Regions from separate parts of the Sus scrofa genome. Here region 1 is linked to region 2. A link is a contact called in public HiChIP or PLAC-seq data. All regions are on one chromosome and are shown on one strand. The core of a region is the stretch at or near the end of the contact, and the rest is flanking DNA. Distances in the headings are between cores, read along the strand shown. Region 1 has its middle 12 kb from the start of PCSK6. Region 2 overlaps TM2D3 (TM2 domain-containing protein 3).

Region 1 (5,209 bases), core at 2,532-5,031, 130 kb after region 2:
CTTCCTGGAGAGTGATGGAGGCCCCTCCTCATTGTCTCCAGCAGGTGCTGCCCCAGCTCTTTTTGAACCTCTGCCCACATAGGAGGCTTATTACCTCATAGGCAACATACCACATGTGGTAACAGCAATTGTGGCCAAGGAAAGCCTGGCTTAGGAGGTGAAGGGAGTTTTCCCAAGCAGTGAGTCCAATGAGGCCGTCTGATCTCCAATCCTACTCCCTTTCCAATGAACTCGGCTATTTTATTCCTTTTTCTTTCTTTCTTTCTTTCTTTCTTTCTTTCTTTCTTTCTTTCTTTCTTTCTTTCTTTCTTTCTTTCCTTCCTTCCTTCCTTCCTTCCTTCCTTCCTTCCTCCCTCCTTCCTTCCTTCCTTCCTTCTTTCTCTCTCTCTCTTTCTTTCTTTCTTTCTTTTCTTTCTTCTTTCTTTTTCTTTCTTCCTTCCTTTCCTCGTTCTTTCTTTCTCTCTTTCTTTCTTCCTTTCTTCCTTTGTTCTTTCTTTCTTCTCTCCCTCTCTCTCTGCCCCCCCCAACTTTTCTTTTTTGCATAAGACCACAAACATTTGTTATTTCTTCGTGAAAAAGGACACATATGCCAAAGATGTAACTAAAGATAATGTGAGGATTGGTGTGGACTAGTGGGGTGAGCCCAGAAGAGTGGAGTGGGGCTGCTCTCCTGGATGATGGCGTGTAGTTCCTGCAGCCACTGCTCCGGCAGCCGTCTGGCTGTCAGGGGGAGCACAGTGACTGACAAGAGGATTTATTTCTGCCAGGGAGAGAATGGCTCATAATTTACAGCCCGCTGAGCCAGCTTCCACCGCGTCTTTAGAGCCTTCTTTTTGTAGACAGTAATAAATTGTCTTATCACCAGTGCTGACATAACATGCTCCTTTTTAAGTGCATCCTAATTTTTATTTTTAAGAGAATATTCATATTTGATGGCAGAGCTCATGGGCATCTGAATGCTGCCCCGGAGAGAAGAGTTTTTCTTTTCTTCTTTTCTTAATAAAAAAAAAATGTATAATTCAATTCCCAAATGCCACTGGCAGGGGTAGGCTTGACTTCTAAACAGACATTGTGGGCAGAAAGATGTTTCTAGACCCTTGATAGACAGAGTGACTTGTCCCTCAGCAGTGAAAAATCAAAAGGTTGAAAGCATGACACTTTTAATGGCTGGAGTTGCCTTGATTCCTGGCCCATCAGAAAGTGTTCTGAATTTTAAGGTAAAATCTTTGCCCGGCAGTTTTTCTTAACACATTAGTCACAAGCTGCCCTCCACAATTCTAACTGAAGCATTTGATCCTCATCTAAGGTTGCCAGATTTAGCAAATAAAAATGCAGGATAGTCAGGTAAGTGGGAATTTCAGATAAATAACAAATCATTCTATTAGTGTAAATACATCCCAACTATTGTGTGGAATATATTTATCCTGAACATTTTTTTCACTGTTTAATTCAAATTTAATTCAGCACCTAGTCTTTATTTGCAGCTCTACCAGCTAGTCCCTAAGCCACTTTATGAAAACATTAACCCCAGACTTGTAGATAATGCCTGTCCTCAGAGGTGGCCACACTGCTGCTTCTGGAAGGGAACGAGGGGTTGATGCATCCTCTCTCATAGGGCCAGTTTTGCCACCACCCAGGGGACCCACTTTCTTGAGTTCCTCTGGCAGGGAGGTCTGGGGAGTGACACAGACAGAGAGTGGCAGCAGCTCCGGGGTGAGCAGCACCCCCAGCTGGTTCCCAGCTTTGAAGCTCTGGCCTCCCTCCAGGCCTCACTGGCCTGGCAGGTTCAGATGCAGCTTCTCCCTCTTTCTGGCTCCTCTAGGGGGTGACAGCGTGGCCTGCTAATCCCCAGGGAGCAGTTCTGGGGAGACTCTGAGTACCTAGGAGCACAGCCCTGGGGTGGGGATGCTGCAGATGATCACTGACACCCATGACCTCCTGGAGCCTGTCCCCTGTTTCTCTGACCCTGGGTAACCCAGCAGAGAGCTCTGCTTCCCGCCCTCAAGGCCTCCAGGTCTTGTTTATCCAAGGATTTTCCTCACTGTCTGGCAGCCCATCTCTATGGGCTCCTCTGGACACTACTGGGCTTCCTCTCTGACCTACATCTTGTGCCTTCACAACCACTCCCTCCGCCCCGACAAGAACTTTCTCTGGCTCCCGTAACCTCAAAGAGGTCAGAGGCCTTAGGCAAAGCCCTTCCTCGCTCTGAGCCTCAACTCTTACCTGTAAAACTGGAGAAATAATAAGCACTGTACAGACTGGCTTGAAAAACAAACGAGACACAGATGTATACGAAAACCTGGCAGAGGCCTTAGTAAGACATGAATATGTTTCCTTCCTTGTCCCCCCTCCTCCTTCCTTGCCAGGTTCCCTCCTTCTTATCAGGCCCATATCAGGAAAGGGGGCTGATGTCCTGGGCTGTGTGCTGCCTGCTCTTTGTGGGTCTGGAATGTGGAGTATCTCTCCTCATGCAGTGGCCCCAAGGGGACCAGCCAGCTCAGAGCACAGTCCTGCCAGCACAGCCACACCCACACTTCTATAGCATCTGTATTTACAAGCAGCAGTCTTCTTTTTTTTTTTTTTTTCTGGCCACACCCATAGCATGCAGAAATTCCCAGACCAGGGGTCGAACTCAAGCCACAGCAGTAACCTGAGCCACAGCAGTGGCAGCGCTGAGTCCTTAACTGCTAGGCCACTAGGGAACTCCTATAAGTAGTAATCAGATGTCACCCAGCCTCTGGCCTTATAATCATAGCTCTTAGGCGATGCTGCCTAAGTGCAGGGCACAAGTCCGAGCACTTTATCTACACTGACTCATTTGAGGTGAACACAAATATTATGCCCATTTTATTCTTGGTTGGAAAGACCCAGGCACAGAGAGCTTATGGATTTGTCTGAGGTCACACAGCCAGGGACAGCAGAGCTGAAATGAGAACCAAGGGGCTCAGTTGAAGAATCTCTGTTCTAACTACAGTGCTAGGCTGCCTCTCATATTCCTGCCCAGGCAATTCTTCTCCTCTTTTCAGACCCTGTCCTGCTATTCTGTGGGACAGAACCTGAGTGTGACACTTCCTGTGGTGCTTGGTTGTGTTCCTGCTTGTGCCCCAAGTCCTCTGTGAACTTCGGCCTGAGAGGGGAAGCATCTTGGCTATGAGAAGATTCCCAAGGGTGGGGTCTGAATGAACAATGGTGACTACCTGTGACCGGGATGGCTACACAATCTCCATGTTACTGGTTTCTTTCTTTTTTTTTTTTTTTTTTTCTTTGTCTTTTTAGGGCTGCATCTGTGGCATATGGAGGTTCCCAGGCTAGGGGTAGAATTGGAGCTATAGCTGCTGGCCCACACCACAGCCACAGCAACATCAGATCCCAGGCGTGTCTGCAACCTACACCACAGCTCACAGCAACGCCAGATCCTTAACTCACTGAGTGAGGCCAGGGACTGAACCCACAACTTCATGGTTCCTGGTCAGATTTGTTTCTGCTGCACCATGTTGCTGGTTTCAAATGAAAGATCAACTCACAAGATGGAAGCAGAAGGGGCTCAGAAGGAGAGAGATAAAGAGTCAGGGAACTGGCCCCAATCCAGATGAAGAGAGCTAGGCACAAAATCATATAAGCCACAGAAATATTGTTCAGTTACCAAATTTTTAACCTTTTGAAAGTGACAGTCTAGAATGGCAGTAGTGTTGCTGGAGTTTGAACCTCCTAGTGGACATGCCTGGATGTGGTGAGCAGCCCTGCAGAGGGCAGAGGAGTTCCCGGGTCTCGTGCCTGCAGGAGAAAGAGTGACAGGCTTCCGGCCACAGATCACACAGCTATATTCTCTGCTGACGGTGAGTCTGGGCGGAGGGAAAACTCAGCAGGAATGATCTTGGCTGGCTTGGGGATTTGCAAGAGTTTAGACTATAAATAGTGAAGAGTATATAAAAAGCCTCAAGTGGATTTTTGGAAGCTCTAAATCTACCACGTAGATCCAAGCCAGATAACAGAAACCATTTAGGTTTTCACAACATCTAAATGTAACCCGGCACAGTGCCCCACCGCCCCACGCTTCTGCTGTTACCCCAACCCCTGCCAGAGTCTGCCAAACCAGAGACACAGGTCTTGGAGATTTGCCACCTGCTGGCTGCTAGGCCCAGGCTGCTGGAGTGCCCTCCCCTACTCTCCAAGGAGGGACCATTTTAGGTCTCATCTGTGGCAAGGAAACTGAGGCTGAGGAAGTGAGGCGACTGGTCCAAAATGACACAGCTGGCACGTGCTGGTCCCAGAGCCCACACCACTACCCACTGCCCCACCCTGCCTCAGAGACTGGGCTGCAAGGGCCACAACCAGGGCAAATCCTGCAAGAAGCTATGCTTAAATCAGCAGCAAATCACCTCAGTGCATGCAAAGGAATGTGGCTGTCTTTGTGTATTCCTTCTCCGGGCTGTGGTCACTAGCCCTCTCTCACCTTTAGGGCCCTTGCTTCATGTAATGCACTGCCTCGTCACAAACCCCTTTGCACACCTGTGGCCCCAGCTTGGCAAGCCGGATGCCCACTCTTGTCACAGGGCTGTTTGGCATCAAGACCCAGTTCTTACTGCCCTTGGCCCTGGGTCTGCTGTTGCTCCTGGGTATCTATAGTCATGTCTTCTGGTCTTAACTCTTTTAGAAAAATCACTGTCACCTCATATTGAGAATAGATAACCTGGATGGAGTGACATTTAGGACAACAGCTGGCTCTCACATTTATAGGAAAAACCCAAGGTTCCAATGGGTTTTTTAAAAAATTTACTGGATTCTGAGTTCTTGTGGTGCAGCAGAAATGAATCCAACTAGTATCCATGAGGACGTGGGTTCAATCCCTGGCCTCGCTCAGTGGGTTAAGGATCCAGTATTGCTGTGAGCTGTGGTGTAGGTGGCAGAGGCAGTTTGGATCACGCGTTGCTGTGCCTGTGGCGAAGGCTGGAGGCTTCAGCTCTGATTCAACCCCTATCCAGGGAACCTCCATATGCCGCAGGTATGGCCCTAAAAAAAGCAAAAACAAACAAACAAATAAAAACCTACTGGATTCCTTTCACAGTCCCGCCTGCCCATGGAGACTAGCCAATGCTCCTCCAAGGTTCTGGAAGGCACTGTTGTAGGAAAGCCCCAGATGAAGGGTCCAGCTTGTTTACACAGGGGTAGAGCACCAGGCCTGGGGCTTCATTGTACCAGTGAGGAAAGG
Region 2 (5,486 bases), core at 1,370-3,869:
TTGTAGGCAGTTTTCTCATCTGTGAAACTTAGAAATGCACATAACCTTTTGCCCAGCAATTCTATATCTAAGAATTTATCTTACAGATACTTCATATTGCATGTGGATGCAAATAAGCATGCATAAGGATATTCTTTCTTTTTACTAATTTTTTTTTGGGGGGGTTCTTTTTTGTCTTTTAGGGCTGCACCTACGGCATATGGAGGTTCCCAGGCTAGGGGTCCAATGGGAACTGTAGCCACTGGCCTACCCCAGAGCCATAGCAACATGGGATCCAAGCTGCGTCTGCTGTCTACACCATAGCTCACCTCAACGCTGGATCCTTAACCCACTGAGTGAGGCCACGGAGCGAACCCGAGCCTTCACAGATGCTAGTCCGGTTCGCTAGCTTGCTAACCACTGAGTCACAACAAGAACTCCTCTTTTATTTATTTATTTTTTATGTATTTTTTTTTTAGGGCCACACCTGTGGCATATAGAAGTTCTTAGGCTAGGGATCAAATCGCAGCTTCAGCTGCTGGCCTACACCACAGCCACAGCAATGCAGGATCCAAGCCGTGTCTGTGATCTATATCACAGCTCACAGCAGCGCTGGATCCTTAACCCCGAGAAAGGCCAGGGATTTAACCCACATCCTCATGGATACCAGTCGGGTTTGTTACCTCTGAGCCTCAATGGGAACTCTTCTTTTAAAATTTTTAATTTTTAAAAAAAATCAGAGATATTTATCTATCTATTTATTTACTTAGGGCTGTGCTCATGGCATGTGGAAGTTCCTGGGCCAGGGATTGAAACCATGCCACAGCAGTGACAATGTCAAATCCTTAACCTTCTGAGCCACAAGGGAACTCCTGCCCAAGAATATTCTTAGCTGCATTATTCATCCAGCAGGGTTGGAAATAGGCTAAAGATCCAAGAGAGAACAGTTTAATTTATGGTTCACTGTGTCATGGAATAAATACATTGCAGATACTGAAAAGAACTAGACTGTTCTAGAGATATTTACTCATACCTGCAGAATTAAGTGAGAAGTAATTATCAGTGGGAACATCAAATTTTTTTTTTTTAAAAAGGAACTATATCTGACATAGCCATGCTGATGCATACAATGGACTCCCTGGAAGTCTGGAGTGGGTAAGCCGAGCATGTTGCTAGGAGGGCGGTGTAAGGCTGGGCTGGCCAGCTTCTTCCTCACTCTCCCGTTGTCTCTGGGAGTTTGTATCACATACACTTCCTACCTAGTTTTAGCAGACAGTTGATAAATGTGTGTTATGAATGCATCACTGAAAATACACAGACATTAAAACAGTATTGCCTAGGAGTGCCCTGGTAGCCCAGTGGTTAAGTATCTGGCATTGTCACTACAGTGTCTTGGGTCACTGCTGTGTGAGAGTTTGATTCCTGGCTCAGGAACTTCTGCATGCTGTGGGCATGGCAAATAAGAATAAAAATGAAAAAACAGTAATATCTAAATCAAGTGGTGGTACATTACCCAGTTTTAAATACTATACACAAAAGTAGATTTGCATTTATTAAAAAAATTAATAAATATACTTCCAGAGGTTATCGTGTTACCATTTAAATGTGATTTTTAAAAGTATGTGTTATAACATCAAATGGGTATAAAAGGATACAAAATGTTTTTAGTATAATTCCACATGTAAATCTGTACTACAGGAAGGCAAAGTGAAAGAAGTTTATAAGTGGTTCTCTCTGGAGAGGTTACAGTTTTTTCCTGTAATTTCCAAATGTGCAACATATAAGAACATGTGCTATTCTTATAAGCAGAAAACAGAATAATGACTTTTAAAATTGAAATGAAAAAATCCCTGGTCCCAAAAGCTTTAGGCTCACAATGAACACTTGCTGAGCCTCTTCATGTGGTTCTTTCTAAGTTGGGAGTAGTTTTCTGTGATTGCCAGGTGCTTTTGGGGTGTGACAGCAGTGACAGCCTGGGGCTGTGGACTGCAGTGGCACTCTTCAAGAAGAGTTGAGACTCAGTAGCCAGGCCAGGTGTTGTACCTGCAGGAACCTCAGGCTGGGCTGGGGAACCTGCGTTCTGCACAGGACTTGTAGCTCAGTGACCTTGAACTGAGGGACTCATCTGCCCTTACAGCTGACTCTGGTTTTATAAAGTACACTTTGCTTTTTTTCTGTTATAAAAATACACATGCATCGTTAAAAATTTGCCGCAGTGACAGTGATGAAATACTCTTATCATCCTGAAATGACCTTTGTTGTTTTGAGGTGGATTTATCTTAGCTATTTTTCCTTAGGTTAATGTTTTTGGGTGCATACTCATGATCATGGGATCAGACCATGTACATTTGTTTTGCATACTTACTGGTTTAGTACCTGTTTTTCTGGTGCTTCCTCCTCAGTCATAAATATAAGTATTTTAGACACTTTGTGCCGTATGACTATGGTTTTATTGACATATTAGCAAATTACTATATTATGATTGAATAGTTTTGTGTCCTCGGGTACATAGGATCAAGACTTCAAATCCCAAAAGAACTTCATCATCAACATGACTTGCAGATTCTGCTGGCAGCTTCCGGAAACAGACTACGAGTGTTCCAATTCCACCAGCTGCATGACGGTGTCCTGCCCGAGGCAGCGCTACATTGCCAACTGCACTGTGCGGGACCACATCCACTGCTTGGGTGAGTAGGCGTGAAGGAAGTTTGTGAGCAGAGTATTTTTGTCTAAGCTTACTTATGGAGCTGTAACCAGAGATTTGAGAATTAAATTTTAATTGTTTAATCAGAAACATAAGTCAGCACTTTTTAGGTATACAGAGCCTCATTAATAAATCAGTGAACTTAAAATCTAGAATGTTTGCGATTCTGTTAATCTTTTAAATGCAGTTTGAAAAAACAAGAAAAAAGTATAAGGTGTAAAGCATAACAATATAATATTATAATAATTGAGCTTCAGCCAAATTAACAACGAAAGCAGTCTGATGCCATTGAAATGACCAGTTTTTCTTGCCCCCAATTGCCCTGCTTCCTCTTCAGACATGACTACCCTTTTGAAATGTTCTTATTATTCCACTTCCTTTTCTTTAATTTTTTTATAGTTCTATCATGTATGATGAAATGTAGTATGGTATATTATTCTGTAGTGCGTGTTTTAGAATTGTGCAAAATAGCATGCTTTGTATGTTCTCCTGGGACCTTCTCTTTTCAACGCTATGGCTGTGAGAGTCTTCCATTTATCTTTTCTCATTGTAACTATCTTTTTACTTCTGTGTAATAATTGTTGTAAGGCTATGTCATAGTTTTCAGTGTATTTGTATTATCTACAGTTTTTTCTTGCAAATTGTGCTGCTCTTAAAGCTTTTGTCTGTGTCTCTTGGTTGCGCACATGAACGGGTTTGTCTGGCACACTGTCCAGTGTGTGCTACTTTCCAAGAAGATTATCCGTTTACGCTCCAGCCAGCAGTACAGAACTTCGCAATGGTCCACATCCTCTCCAGTGTCTGTTATCCCTAAATTTTGTTCTTTTCTTAAACATTTCTAGGAATGCTTTTATGTTTTGGATAGTAACCTTTTGGTGTCCCTAAAATCCTCTCCCAGATTTTAACTACTTCTCCCCTCCGCTTTCTTTTGGTATCTTTTAAACAAAATTTTAAATTTTGTGTCAGTTGAGGTATTTAGTCTTTCATAGCTTCTTTTTGTTGGTTACAACTTAGTCTCTATGTGAGAGCGTTTTTATATCCATGTTTCTATGTAGCTTGATTTCCCTTTTTTTAAAGGTAACCGTACTTTTCCGAAAATGCTTTACTGCAACTGGACTGGAGGTTATAAGTGGTCTACTGCTCTGGCTCTGAGGTAAGTGCTGTTTCTTATAAGTTGGAGATGCTAGAAATTTGAATTTTGTTGGGATTGCTGGACTCTTCCAGATGTTGAGCTCAGCCAAATGCCTCCTTCACTCCGACCCTGCCCTGAGTGTGAGACCTTAGGGACACAGTGTGGTGGGGGGTTACTTAGGTGATTTGACTAGTACCCTCGTGGAATTTAATGACAGGTTGCAGTTTTTCCCCCAAATGCCTGCACATTCTAGAGATGACTTGAGTAGTTATTATAGGTCTTTAGAACCAGTGTTTCTCATCCTGAATGTGCAGTGACTCAGTAAAATGCTATGTACTATTTATTTAAAACAGGCAGGTTTATGATACACATTTTTAATTTTCAGTAACTCTTTATTATAAGAAAGAATAAGAACATGCTCAATAGTGAAAACAAAGGGAAACATTGGAAGTCACCTATAAATCCAGCATCCAGACAGAATTATAGACTTACAGTTTTTACATAAAAATGTGCTTATGCTTGTTAAACTTTTAAACAGCTTGAAAAAAAAAATTGTACCAGTTTTTCCCACCAGCAGGAAGGGCAGGTTGAGTGCTGGTTAAATGAGTCCCCGATGAAGAAGTCATGCCATCTGTTGGAAGGATGGGGTGAGAGCCTGAGACCCTGTGGCTGAAGTGAGATAAGACTCTTCAGCCTTGTCATTGGTGACATTGGGCCGAATTATTCTTTGTTGTTGGGGCATCCTGTGCAGAGTAGGGTGTTTAGCAGCATCTCTGGACTCAATTTACTGGATGTTACTGGATGTTAGAAGAACCCTGCCTACCCCTGAGAAAGTTTTGATGGTCAAAAATGCCTCCTGATACTGCCAAGTTGCTCCTTGTTGGATTTGGGCTTGGGGAAAGAGGAGGATCCTGCCTAGCATGAAAGCGCACCTGGAAAGTGAAAGATGAGGTCCAAGATAGAAAATTGGATGCAATGAAAATGAGATTTGGTGACACCCATAGTCTTTGTCAGCAGTGGTTCAAATTAAAACTAATGATTATTGACTTCCTATTTTTCAATTAACTTTTTATCTTGGAATGATTTTAGATTTATAGAAAAGTTCCAAACAGAGAGTTCCTGTACACTTCTCACCCAGTTTCCCTCATGTTGTTAACATCTTAAATTGCCATGGCACATTTAACAGCTGACTTTTGAAAAGTAAGAATAGTTTTCTTCTCTGGGCTCAACATGGTTTCTTTCAGAATATTCACTGTGAATGTGATACTGTCTAGTGTTTGCCTTGCAGTACTCAGGACGGGGGAGGGGAAGATGTAGATGGGTTGGACACATGTTGCTAATTATTGGAGCTAGGTCATGGGTGCTATTCTCTTTTTACTTTTATATGTTTTGGAATTTTTCATAATAAAAACTTTAAAAAAATACAATGAAAAGTTGTCTGCGTATTGTTAGATCTTATAATTTGAAGTCACCTTAAAAGCTGTTTATTCCTAACACAACAGTTTTAAAGATGGGTGACTGATAAAGTTAACAACTTGATCTGGAGCAGCCAGAGGGTGTTAGCTGCCTCTCAGTGCCACCTCTGGCCTCTTCGTCCCTCCACTTTCTCTTAGACTGGCTCCTGCTTTGCTCTCTTGAATACGTCATTTTCAAGATTAAAACAGCAACAAG

The links. HiChIP or PLAC-seq counts read pairs in DNA pulled down with a chosen protein or histone mark.
Region 1: an H3K27ac HiChIP or PLAC-seq map of skeletal muscle shows a contact between it and region 2. The contact joins two enhancer-like sites. A contact is called at or near these places in 1 of 5 promoter capture datasets (liver), 2 of 47 Hi-C or Micro-C datasets (fetal heart ventricle and liver) and 1 of 2 datasets of contacts at active chromatin or transcription factors (skeletal muscle).

What each region holds. Positions count from the first base shown.
Region 1 is chr1:145,493,975-145,499,183 of Sscrofa11.1, forward strand. No RefSeq gene overlaps it. Among named protein-coding and RNA genes, the nearest start is that of PCSK6, 12 kb to the right of the region's middle. Within about 2 kb of position 3,782, at least 4 of the 83 cell types and tissues checked have an H3K27ac peak or open chromatin away from gene starts, as enhancers often do. A contact at or near this core is called in skeletal muscle, where this site is marked.
Region 2 is chr1:145,365,167-145,370,652 of Sscrofa11.1, forward strand. TM2D3 (TM2 domain-containing protein 3) reads left to right here. Exons shown (of 6, transcript XM_005652477.2): 4 at 2,492-2,666; 5 at 3,761-3,836. Among named protein-coding and RNA genes, the nearest start is that of TM2D3, 8.2 kb to the left of the region's middle. Within about 2 kb of position 2,620, at least 10 of the 83 cell types and tissues checked have an H3K27ac peak or open chromatin away from gene starts, as enhancers often do. A contact at or near this core is called in skeletal muscle, where this site is marked.